Regions from separate parts of the Mus musculus genome. Here region 1 is linked to region 2. A link is a contact called in public promoter capture Hi-C data. All regions are on one chromosome and are shown on one strand. The core of a region is the stretch at or near the end of the contact, and the rest is flanking DNA. Distances in the headings are between cores, read along the strand shown.

The links. Promoter capture Hi-C pulls out the DNA fragments that hold promoters and counts their contacts.
Region 1: a contact with region 2 is called in a promoter capture Hi-C map of liver, with 3 times the contacts expected there. The contact joins the promoter of Tuft1 here to the promoter of Riiad1 in region 2. A contact is called at or near these places in 9 of 39 promoter capture datasets (the 3T3-L1 cell line, cranial neural crest, embryonic stem cells and 5 more), 4 of 115 datasets of contacts at active chromatin or transcription factors (embryonic limb bud, neural tube, pancreatic cancer cells and 1 more) and 2 of 9 other capture datasets (adipose tissue and pancreatic islet).

The regions. Positions count from the first base shown.
Region 1 is chr3:94,657,501-94,663,824 of GRCm38.p6, forward strand. Tuft1 (tuftelin 1) reads right to left here and starts at 1,372. Exons shown (of 13, transcript NM_011656.3): 1 at 1,225-1,372. The coding sequence starts at 1,284. It also overlaps the pseudogene BC021767.
Region 2 is chr3:94,471,990-94,478,028 of GRCm38.p6, forward strand. Riiad1 (regulatory subunit of type II PKA R-subunit (RIIa) domain containing 1) reads right to left here and starts at 1,602. Exons shown (of 7, transcript NM_025506.2): 1 at 1,507-1,602; 2 at 1,262-1,330; 3 at 833-933; 4 at 174-250. The coding sequence starts at 1,325.

The DNA of each region.
Region 1 (6,324 bases), core at 122-2,621, 190 kb after region 2:
TGTGAAAGAAACCTCCATATTTCTAGGCAAAAATGTCGAAGGAGACAGTGAACAGACTTCAATGATCAGCTGTACTCTGAACTTCAAATGAGCACCCATTCTACAACAATTCTTTGAAGAGCCATAATCCAGCTGTAGCTGGGTTAGCTTTGCCTCAAGGACATGCTGAGACAGGCAGGCGCATAGGAATCAGATGGGGGGGGTGGGGGCGCAAACTCCCCATCACTTTGGCTCTCATTTCATTCTCCACAACAACTTGGAAATAAATTAATTAGCACAGATCTATGGAGTATTTGGATCCCCCAGCAACGACTAGAAACATGCAGCATCAAATTACAGGCCTTTCCCTCTGGAGAGAAAAAAAAATATGTGGTCAGTTGAGGGTGGCATAAAGGGAGTGAGGGAGTGAGGAGGGCATAAAGGGAGCAGGGCAGACTGGATTGCACTGGAGAATGCCCCCTCTCTCTCCCTAACCCACTCCAGGTGGGTTCAGTTCTCCACTGGAGTTCCGCAGCATCCCCTTATTCCCCTACAGGGACTTGGCATCTGGACATGAAAGCAAAACCAAGGAAGCTACTGGCTGGCTGAAAGGGGGTTGGGGACCAGAAAAGCAAGATTTAAAAAAAAAAAAAAAGGAGAAATCCAAAAGAGGTGACCGTCGAGCGGAGAGCTCCATAAATCCTCTGGGCGAAAGGTAGAATCTGGTACCAATTCCGTAGTTGTCTGAGACCTATCCCGCCCACTCATGCTCTCCCCTCTCTCCTAGGATTCGACCCTCTGCCCCCTTTCCTAGTAAAAGGATCGCCATCACAGAAGTCTTTGAAGGGGTTCTGAGGCCATCGGGAAACGCGAAAAGGCGTAACCCACCTGGGCCGGCGCAACGTCCGAAACAGCGCAGGGATCCGGTCCCTCGAGCGTCTTCCACGACCCAATCTAGCTGCCCACGAGACGCCTGAGTAACGCGCCCCATGCCCGAGCCGGGGCTACAGTGTCCGCGCCAAGGACAGGACCTCCCCAGCCCTGGAGCTGCCAGTGTTTCGTCCTGTGCTTCCCACTCCACAGTCCGCCACAGGGCAAAGGAAAAAGCCCACGGAGCGACGCGGGGCTGACCGCACTGAGCCCGGCGTCAGGTGAAATGGGCTACCTGAGCCTGAGGCACGCGAGCGGCGGAGCTGGAAAGCCACTGTGCCTGAGTGGGAAGGCGGGGTGAAGGTGACGACCTACCGCGGTCTGGCTCTCCGGGTGCACGTCCACCAAGGTACACCAGTTCCGCGTCCCGTTCATCTTCACGCGGAGGTCGTATGAGCTTCCTCAACTCCGAGGTCCCGGGGAAACTAGGCCGGCAGGCGGGTGCGCGCGCGGAACCGCCCCCTAGTATAGGCGCGTCGGGGGCGGGGCTGAAGATGGGCCACGCCCAGGGCGGTATTTATCAATGAGGTAGAGCGGAAGCGAGAGGTGGGCGGTGCCAAGAGGCTTCAGGACTCGCCTACCCGTGCTATGGACGATTTACGTAAAGGTGAGGCTTGGGAGTGAAGGTCGGGTGACCGCTTAGGAATTTTACTAAGGGTACGACAAGGTATCTTGTGGTATCTCATTGGTCTTTTTCCTTTCAGTTTTCCAGGTTCGGTGCGGGAAAGAATCGGTCTGGTCGTCTGAGTTGGGGCTTGCACAAGCTTCTGTGGTCTTTCCTGAAATGTAAGCCAGCCTGTAGGCTTTTTAGAGCTGAGTACATCTTTCCTCAGAGTTCTACCACACAGGTAGAAAGGCAGGCACCAAAGACCAGCTCACTCGGACTAGTCTAAGCCAGTCTGGCAGGTGCTTTTTCCTGGCAAGTAGCCCAGGTCGAAGTCAAAGCCAGCTAAGCTCTGGGTGGGGCTTGCTTTGCAGAAACTAGACTTATATGGTAGGGAGAGGCGGGACACATGACCTTAAAAGGAATTTGCACCCTAGAGAAAGAGTCTTAGTGGCACCAAAGGCAGTTGCTTCCCAAGCTTAGGCTGGGATCTTGAGGGCTGACCTCTGGTAGAAGGCTATCTCACTGTGTGATGGTCACAGGGACAGCAGGCGCGGTGTGTAAGGTCTAATCCGATTGAATAGGCAGTACCACTAGAGGTAGCAATTCGTTTTGGTGAACATCTAGGTCCTTAAAGTGTTAGGGTGGGTGTGGGGAAACGAGGTGGGCGGGGACTAGACTGGACTCTGAGTCACTTGCCAGTGATGAATGGATACAAAGCTCTGTCTATACCTGGAAGATAATCACTAGGGACATCAGTGACCAGAATAGGAGAAAAACTCAATTCTGGTCCTTTCTCTATCCTCAAAAAAGGCATTTGTGGTTCTTTGACTGGGAAAGCCCCCCCCCCCCCCACCAGGCTCGGTCATTTGAATACCTGGTTTCCAGTTGGAGGTACTAATTGGGGGATTGCGGAAATGTAGTTTCGCTGGACAACCAAGTCACTGGGGCAGGCTTTGAGAGTTCAAAGACTCCCACCATTCCTACTTTGCTCTCTGCTTCCTGCTTGTGGTTTGAGATCTCAGCTATCACCTTTCTACCATGATGGCGATGACCTCTTACCCCTCTGGAACTGTAGGCTCAAATACACACCTCTTTATTTAACCTGTCTTGACTGTTGTTTTCTATTACAGCAGCAGACAAGTAACTCATACAGCACTCTGTATAAGCTATTCCCAGAGCTTCTTAGGACAGGATGGTTCTACTACAAGTAGTCTGTTTCCTAGATGCCTGATCAGCCACAAGAGACCTCTAAAAAATGAGCTAAAGCCTCATTTTAATGTACAGTTTCAAGGACTCTTGGAATAGGATCTACTTGGCAGGGAAAGGTGCCTGTGGCCAAGCCTCCTGACCACTTGTGTTCAATCCCAGGATTCACACTGTGGAAAATGAGAAAAGATGTTCTATCTCAAAAGTTGTTTTCTGACCTCTACAAATGTAGTATTCACATGTGTACACACACACACACACACACACACACACACACACACACGTTAAAAAAAAGAGAGAAAAGAAAAAAAAACTTTTGGAGTAGGCCTTCAAATTAACCAGAAAAATGAAGACAAGAATTTCATATAGATATGCCATTTTTAATATTTAATTTAAAATTAAACCAAGGCTGGATTGGGAGAAAATATCTGATCTGCAGAATATCTTCTTTTAAATCATGATATAGAAGTCATTGATGAGACCAGAACTTACTTTGGAGATAAGAGGCAAACCATCCCCATTACCTTCACCCACAAGAGCTTGGCATGCCCCAAAACTCAAAGGAGGAATATATTCTCCATGACCCCTTCCCATCTCTACTGAGAGTCAGCTTCCAACCCCAGGCGAGGCTCTGAAACAGGGCCCACTTCTTGAGAAAAGCAAGGATCTGTTGGTTCCCACAGAAGCTGGGCACATCCGAGAAGCCATAAGGAGGCCACAGGGACTAGATGTTTGAACTTTAGAACCTGTATCAACAGTTGCCATGGTTCCCAGGTACAACCACCTTATGGTAGCATCCTCAGTCACAGAGGGCAAGGAAGATGGAAACCCTGGGCAGAACCAGTCCCCACCACCTTACCAGGCCTTTCAAAGCCCTTCTCCCAGGGGCTGCTTGGCAGAGCAGCCTGTAGCTGCTCAGTCACTGGGGTAGGAGGACAGGCTGAGGGCCCCCAATGAGGAAAGGCTGGTCTTTGGAGAGGTATGAATGTGCAGGTTTATAAAAGGCAAGAATAGCATCCTCATCCATCTCACACTGGTAAGGCACTGAGAGTAAAGCAGCAAGGCAGGGATGGAAAAGAAAGACACACGATCTCCTGGACCCAGTGACTGGGGGAAAACAAAAATATTGCAACTGAAGAGATGCTAGGACCAATGACTGTGCAAAAAGAAGTATCTGAGAAGTGGGTAGCGCCACGCCTGCATGTCCATTACCCATAATGTTCCCTCCCTGCTCCAGAGTGGGAGGGAAAACAGTTGTGGGGATCCAGGGAGCAGAACAACATTGGGTATTTCCCTGAGCCATATGGTTAAATATTAAAGAAATAAAGCTTTACATACATGGCAATATCCATCCCTTCCTGTCCTTCACAGTTCCAGTCAGTGTATATTCTGACCATTAGTCCCACTGTAAGGGATGATGGAGAGGTCCTATAGGAAGGACTGACTCAGCAGGACTAAACACCCACTCCTCCAGTGAAAAGAACAAGTGCACCCATCCGCTCATTGCCAATGTTTATCACCATCACTCTGACCCGTACCAGTCTTAAGTCTGAATTGGATCACTTGTAGAAAAAAAAAAAAAAAAAAAAAAGACTCCGAAGCAGGCAAGACAGAGCAGAGCAGAGCAGGGCTGGCTGGGATAGGCTTGACCACAAGCCCGTTTGTGGTCCTGAGCAGAGCCTGAGCTAACATGAGCTAGTCTGCAGGTTGCTCTCAGTAAGCAGTGATGCAATGGATGAGGGGTCGTAGACGTTGTCAAACTCCTCATCAGAGCTCAGCCCCTCTTGTTTGAGGGCTGACTCAGCAGCTGAGCGGGAAGCTTTCCGCCTGAGTCAGAGAGAAAAGGAACAGACTGAGACAATCACACTTTCGTACTAAAGAAGTCATTCTTCTAAGACCTAATACTACTCACATGGTCTCCTGCTAGTCAGGGACCTAGGAAGATAAAGTGAAGGACAGAGGCTAAGATACTAAGAACTAACCATACTGACTTCTAGGCAGGATAAGGTACTACATATTTCCCCAGCTTGGGAGGGACCACTCCCTACTCCCCAAGAGCGCGGTGCAGAAGGGGGTACAGAAGGGCTGCCATATCATACCAGGCATCCTTTTCCAAGGATTTGATCCGGGCTTGGAGCTGTTCATTGACCTCATGCTGTTCCTCCAGTTCCCGCTGTGCCTTCTTCCTCAGGCTGTCCAGCCGCTCAATTTCCTCTTCTGCTTCATCCACCTGCCGCTTCAAAGCCTTCACCCTCAGGGTTAGCTAAGCAGAGTACCATGTCCGCACATTACAAAAGCATCAACTACCAAGGGATGGGACCTCCCTTGCAATGACTCTCAGACAATCCATATACTCTCCCACCTCCCCAACTCGCACTGTAACCTTGTGTAAATTCTCCAATCTCAGGGAAATTTCTGAGAAGGGTTAGGGAGCTGAGAAGATAGTGCAGACAATGAAATGTGTGCCATGCAAGCATAGAATCTAAGTTCAATCTCCCTAGGGTACACTAGCCAGCCAGACAACCTTAACCTATTTGGCTATTTGGCAAATTCCAAAATTTTTTTGAGACTTTGCCTCAAAAAAAAAAAAAAAAAAGGCTGGAATATGCTGAGGGATAACACCCAAGGTTGTCCTCCAGCCTCTAAACACATGTGCACATTTGTACATGTGCACACACATATGCACCCCACACAAGCACAACATGAAAGCTATTCAATGAAGTAATGAACATAGAACACTTAGAGAAACCAGCACACTCAATAGAGGTCATGACTACTCTTGAGCTAATCTTGGTCCTTCCAAAAGCAAAATGTAAGTGTGGAAGACTTATGGGGGATGGTGGCCTCCCCTGGCCTAAGAGAACCCTGGGTGTCATGTCGTCACCTGGTCCTTCTGGTCGTTGACATGCTGCCATTCATCATCAATCTGGATGGAGAGCTCCTTAACCCTCCGTTCTAGTTTGCGATTGGTGGACTGCAGAACTGTCTTCTCTCTAAGAGAGAGAAGGAAGGCAAGGGCGCTCTATGGCTGTTGCTATTGCTAAGGAAGTCTTTACTTAGCACTGTACTGCCTCCAAAGACATCTCTGTCCTGAGCTTCACCAGTAGATGGGGAAGATCCAGGAAGACAGAAGCCATTCACACCCCAGAATTTCCACAGCTCTACTCTCTATCAAGACCAAGAGGGACTCCCCGAAGATGAGGCCAGGTTGGCCAGATGTGAGATGGAGGACAGAGGAAGACCCAGAGAAGAAAAGCCCAGAGGATGAAAGGGAGGGTGAGAGGTCTGGGTGACAGGTTCATATCACCTCTCTTCAGCTTGCAGTCGCTCTTGCAGCAGCTGATTCTGGGACTCAAGCTGGGAGAGGCTAGGGCTGGGTTTCTGGAAGCCCTCGGAACTGGCCAACCGGGTCTTCAAATCCTTGTTCTGTGAGAGACAGGAAGATCCCATGGTTAACGCGCAGGTTGGTCCTCTGACTGGTCCCCTGACTCTATTCCCAAGACTCCTTTTCACCTGTCTCTCCAAGGAGATTTTGTCACACTCCAAGTCCTGTCGAGCAGATCTCTCCTGCATGAGCTCTGTCCTCAGTTGATCCACCTGTT
Region 2 (6,039 bases), core at 352-2,851:
CCTCTTCTGGTGCGTCTGTAGACAGCTACAGTGTACTTAGATAATAAATAAATCTTAAAAAAAAAAAAGTTTGTCTAAAGAAAGAGGCACACATAGTAATCCATTCATCTATTCCCAGCCACCTTTGTAAAGTTCTTACTAGCTCCCCAATGCCAGCCTGTCAAGCCACCTACCTGAAGAAGCCGCTGATGAGCAGAGACACCTCTTTGTGGGTTCTCAAGTACTTTTCATTTGCGATCCGAGTCTGGATCTGGGGAGCAACAACCAGGAGTCAAGATCTAGTGAGACAGCTCCAGGATTCAACCCTCAAAGGACACGTTAAGTTGTGTGGGGTGCGGGGGAGTGAACATAAGCCAGGTCTTTTCCTAGAGTGCTTGAAAGCTGTCTTCGGATTTTCTCTTGAGGTAACCTCATTTCTTTTCTCTTCTGGAAGAAATTCATATTGCCTGGGCTGGGCTGGAACTTGCTGAAGTTGGCCTTGAACTCTAGATCCTCTTGCCGCTACCTAGGGCGTGCTAGTTAATGCAGGTGGGGATGAGGTGAAGGGGATTGAAACCCAGTGGTCTGTGCATGCGAGGCAAGCACTCTGCCAACTAAGCTACACCCACTGTCGCTTCTCTGGCCAGACCCCTATCTGGTTCGCCTTGCACTTTCAAGTGCCTGGAGGGTTGGGTTCACGGTCACTCCATCTAGTCCTCTGGCACTTAGCTGGGGGAACAGGCCCCGTGCCCCGTTCCCCTTTCTCGGGACCTTCCTCCCTGTTTAATGGACCTCAGACTTGAGGAGCTTCACTTTGATAGAAACGGGTTTTAGGCGACGCCGACTCACGCACCTTGAAATCTCGCAACTGCTCCAGTTGCTCCGGGTTCAGCGTTCCGGGATCCGGCCCCACTATCCCATGGCCTCTGGTCTCCATCAAGCACACTCGGTTGTCTAGGCGACAAGCCGCCCAGTAACAAAGACCCGCCCCGCTGCCCGCCCCGCCCCTTTATAAAACCAATCCTTTCCAGGCAAGGAAGGCCTAGTCGCACCGAGGGAAGCAAGGGCAATCTAGCTAAATCAACTTGGACTTGGAGACTTCAGGGGAGTACTTTTCTCAGACTTAAAGACTGAGCTGAATTGTATATGAAATGAGCCTTTCTTCTTGATCCCACTCGCCCGACCTCAAATCGTGCATTTTCTTAGCTAGAGGAAAACCACTGAAGAGGTTCCTAGCTCAGGGTCCCCCAGAACCCAGCTCCCAACTTGGGCAGGCACTGACTGTGCTTGCCGAAAGAAATCCAGGCTTCTTCTCTTCCCTCTGGCGCAGAAGCCGAGCATTCCATCTGTTCTGTAGACAGACAGTAGATATTGAAGTCCTGGATTCCTAAAATATGAAATCACCCCAGAGCATGGTGGGATCCAAGCTCTGTAATTCTCAAACTCAGACTGCGGGACCTGGGTGGTACTCGGGCGGAAGTTCCCTTCTTGGAATGACTTCCTCGGGTAGATTAATTTTCTCTTCACCTTAGGCTCCTCATAAATTGTAAATTATTTCTCTCACTTTCAACTGAATTTAAAAAGGAAAGGAAACTAATTGGCTGCAAGATTTGTTTTTCTAGTATCTATTTAGAAGGGTAAATGAAACATAAAACCACAGTTCTTAAAATAGTTGCCTGGAAAGGGCAGGAGCCTGTCTGTCAACACACACACACACACACACACACACACACACACACACACACACACACAAGCTTTCCCTGTTCAGAAATATGGTGCCCAGCAGAGACCTTCAGAGAGGCATCAGAGGAGTTTGGGATTCATGAACAATCCCCACCCCCAATCCTGCCCCATGCCCAAGCCAAGACACAGCATGAGAAAACAGCTAAATGATATGTCAAGGAGGGATCTCTCTGTGATCTGAAGGCCTCCACCAGAGCAGCAGAAACAGAAACAGCGTTAACAATCCCAAGCCCATAAGCAGGTGAATCAGACTGTGGCTATAAGCCTCTTCCTAGAGGCCCATATGGGTTAGCAATCGTTTGGATTGTTTATCTGTTTTTTTTTTAGGCGATCGAGTTAATAGTGAGGGAGATAAGCTGCCATCTGCCAGAAGCACTGTTTCACCAGCAAGAGCAGAGGTTACTAAAGGGTGATAGTTTCTGTTGGAGGGAGAGACTAAGATAAAATCCATATAGACTTGTAGCTAGTGTGTCTGGCACAGTCTCTCAGTTCCCAAATGCTTGAAATGCGGCTATGTTAGATATGCCAGACATTTAACATGCACTCTGGATCCTGAAGACTTAATGGAAGAAAATAATGCAAACTGTTTCAATAACTTTATATGCATTGCATGTTCAAATAGTGTTTTGAAAATAGTAGGTTAAATAAAATCTTTCTGTGCACATGTGTGTGTGTGTTGTGTTGTGCACATGTGCATGTGTGTGCTGTGCACATATGTAGAAACAAGAGGTCCTCACCCCGTGTTAGTCACGCACTATTTGACCTTACACTGAGCCTGGAGCTCAGTGACTGGCCAGGAAGGCCTGGGGTGCAGGAGTCCACAGATGTCCACATTCTCCGCTGCCCCAGCGAGGGAAGCACAGACTCAAGACAGCACCCAGCATTTTACGAGAGTGCTGACGCTTTTGACTCAGGACTTCCATCTCCCCAGTCCTTTAAGATGATCTCTAATCAAAATAAGGTCTCGCTGTAGCCCTGACTGGCCTAGAACTCACTGCACAGACCAAGCTGGCCTCGAACTCACAAGAGCTCTCTGCCTGTGTCTGTTTCCTAAGTGTGGGGATCAAAAGTGTGTGCCATCATTCAGCTCCATAAAATTATTTTTCAAAGTAACTTCACAAGCTAGACACAGACAGTGGGTTATATCTGTAACCTCAAGGACTTGGAAAGTGGAGGCTGGAAGACCAGAAGTTTATCTTGGGCTACATAGTGAGTTCCAGGCCAGCTTGGGATACAGGAGACCCTACTCCAAATAAACAAATACACAATTATTTAAAAGTCAGTAAACAAGTACACACCTTTATTCCTAGCACTCCTGAGGCAGAGGCAAAGAGGGTCTTCATGAGTTTGAAGCCAGTATGGTCTGTGTATCGAGTTCCAGGACAGCCAGGGCTACATAGTGAGATCATGTTTCAAAAAACAAACAGGCAGTAAACAAGCCAGCAAGATGGTCAATGGGTAAAACATCCCATAAACCTCAAGTCCCAAATTTGATCCCCGAACCCCAGTAAAGGAGGAAGGAATTAGAGGATCCACTCTTGAGAGTCCTTTGACCTTCACACACACACTGTGGCACACTCACCCCATACACAATAAAATCATAATAGTGAAGATAGAAGAAGAAGAAGAAGAAGAAGAAGAAGAAGAAGAAGAAGAAGAAGAAGAAGAAGAAGAAGAAGAAGAGGAGGAGGAGGAGGAAGAGGAGGAGGAGGAGGAAGAGGAGGAGGAGGAGGAATAGGAGGAGGAGGAGGAGGAAGAGGAAGAGGAAGAGGAAGAGGAAGAGGAAGAGGAAGAGGAAGAAGATAGCAATGTAAAATCAATAACCTGTTGGGGGCTTGTTGTCTTTCTATGTAGCCCTGGCTGTGGTGGAACTTGCTATGTAGACCAGGCTGGCCTGGAACAGAGATTGCCTGCCTCTACCTTCCAAGAGCTGGAATTAAAGGGATGTGCTACCATTCTTAACCCTATTTTTATATGTATAGGTGTCTTCCTGCATGTATATTTGGGTATCATGTATGTGTATTGCTGTGGAGGCCAGGAAAGGGCCTAAGGTCTCCTGGAACTGGAGTTACATGTGATTGTTAGTTGTGATATAGGTGCTGGGAATTGAACCTGGGTCCTCTGAAAGAGCAGCCAGTGGTCTTAACTGCTGAGCCATCTCTCCAGCACCTTAAAGTCAGTAATTTTTTTTAATACATAGCAACTTAGCTTTGGCTGAAGAGTAATAGGAAAGAGTGAGCTTTGGAAAAATCCCCTGGGGGAATTACAGCCTGAAGCCTCCTTTCCCCAGAAAGAGGGTCCCAAGGATGGGCTTCTGAGTCACAGAGCTCCTTAGTCGTTACCTCACAGAGCTGCCATCCCCTCAGAGTGACAGAACTTCAGAGACATACCCATAGCCACTCAGCTAGGAGAGTCTCCGGAGTACCCTCTACCCTCTCTCAGACCGTACCAATATAGACTGGACACTAAGCAAAGGATTGAAAATTCTTTGCTGACTCTAGCTCTCTCCAAGTTGCTGCCTGGGAAAAGGAACAAGAGGGGTTCATTGAAATTCATTTTTGTGAATGTTTAATATTTCGATTAATGTGATTAGGCTCGAGCCTGAATGGGCAGCAGGGCGGCAGATCTGCTGAGAAGACACAGGGTAATGAGATCAGTGGGCCTGTCAGCGGGGTCTCCCACATTCACAGGGCGTGATCTGTTTAGCGTCTCCATAAATGTCAAGATCAGATTAGAAGGCAAGAATGGAGAAGTGGGGGTGGGGCAGGTGAATGGAAAGTTACTGTGGAGAATTACAGCTTTCAACTTCCTGGTCCCCTGGCACTCCCATGGCATCTCCAGGCCACTCAGTGTGGAGTCTCCTATGACCTCACCCTCCCAACACATTTTAGGGCACCCTACTGGGAGGGCCTGAGCATCTGCATGATGAAGTGTAACCAAGGCTCTGCACATACATTCACTTCACTCACATATATATTTATATACACCTCACCGAATCTAGCTTCAGGCTACAGAGAGCCAGATTAAAGGAGTCAGAAGCAGTCAGTAGGGAACAGGGCAGTAGCAGGAAGCACAAAGTCTTCCTCAATGTTTCAGTGAGCACAGAGGTAAAGAAAGGCCAGGTTCACATCAGTTCATTCCTGCAAGGCTGGGTGTGGGCATTCAGTGCCTGACCTCAGGCCCCACCTTGCCCAGGCTGGAATCTTACGAAGGTGTTTCTAGCTGTGTGATCTTGGCGAGTTATTTAATCACTCTGTGTCTTAGTTTCTTGATCCATATCATAAAGGGTGGTCTAGCACATTTGGGACAATCCCTAGGATGTGGCAGTGTTATTTCAGTTTCAGAGGAGGAACCTGCTTGCTGTGATAACTCAGGAATGGAGGCCTCTGGGATGCATCTGGGAGTCTCAGAGACAGCTGCTCCACCCTGGGCAGAAGGGGAAGCAGGGTGTTCTATGGAAGCTGCCAGTGGAGAATGGATGGATGGTGAGCCAGGATTGCTATCACAGAGAGCTGATGCCAACAGACACATGGGGCAGGTATGGGGCTGGAGCACAGAGGGCCAACCTGGAACATACAACCAGGTTTAGAAGTATAACTGTTTTGGAGAAAAATAGTTTCTATTTTTTTTTTTTTTTTTTTTTTGCCTCCTTTCATCTGACTCTGAGATCTACTCTAGGAACCCAACCAAAGGAAGCAAAGGAAGGAGAAATGGGGTACTTTGCCCTCAAGGGGAGCCTGGCATCTGTGCCTGTTCCCACAGAAGGAATCAAGATTCTCTACTTGTCACAGGTTCTTTACATTTGATAAGCACCTACTATGTGTAAGCAAGACATCATGCTAGACGCTGTGTGCAGTCTTGGTCTACAAGGATAATACGAGAGCTGCCACCAGCCGCTGCCTCCCTGCCCAAGCACTCATACACACAACACCCCCAGAGAGAAGGAAGGGGGTGTCTGAAAATGCCAGACTGCTATAGCTTCCCTTGTTTCTTTTTCTGGAAAAGTATGCAGACTCTCTCTGCACTCACTCCCACCAGCTCTCTCCTTTTCCACACCCGTTCAAATTTTTTTACTCTCCATCTCACTTTTGCTGTTTTCCTCCTAGACCCTGTGGCTGCTTCCTTCCTCATCTACACCTCCCTGTCTGCCCTTCAACCTGCCTGACTGATCTTTCTCATTTCTTTTCCTTGTTTCCTTCCTTGGGTTCTCACTCTCAGACTCCCCAAAGGCCAGGCTGCCCTCTCCTCACCGCCCCCCCCCCCCCTCCCAGCTTCCATCTCCCGGGTCTGCTCTTCCTCTTCCAGCACCGGGGACAG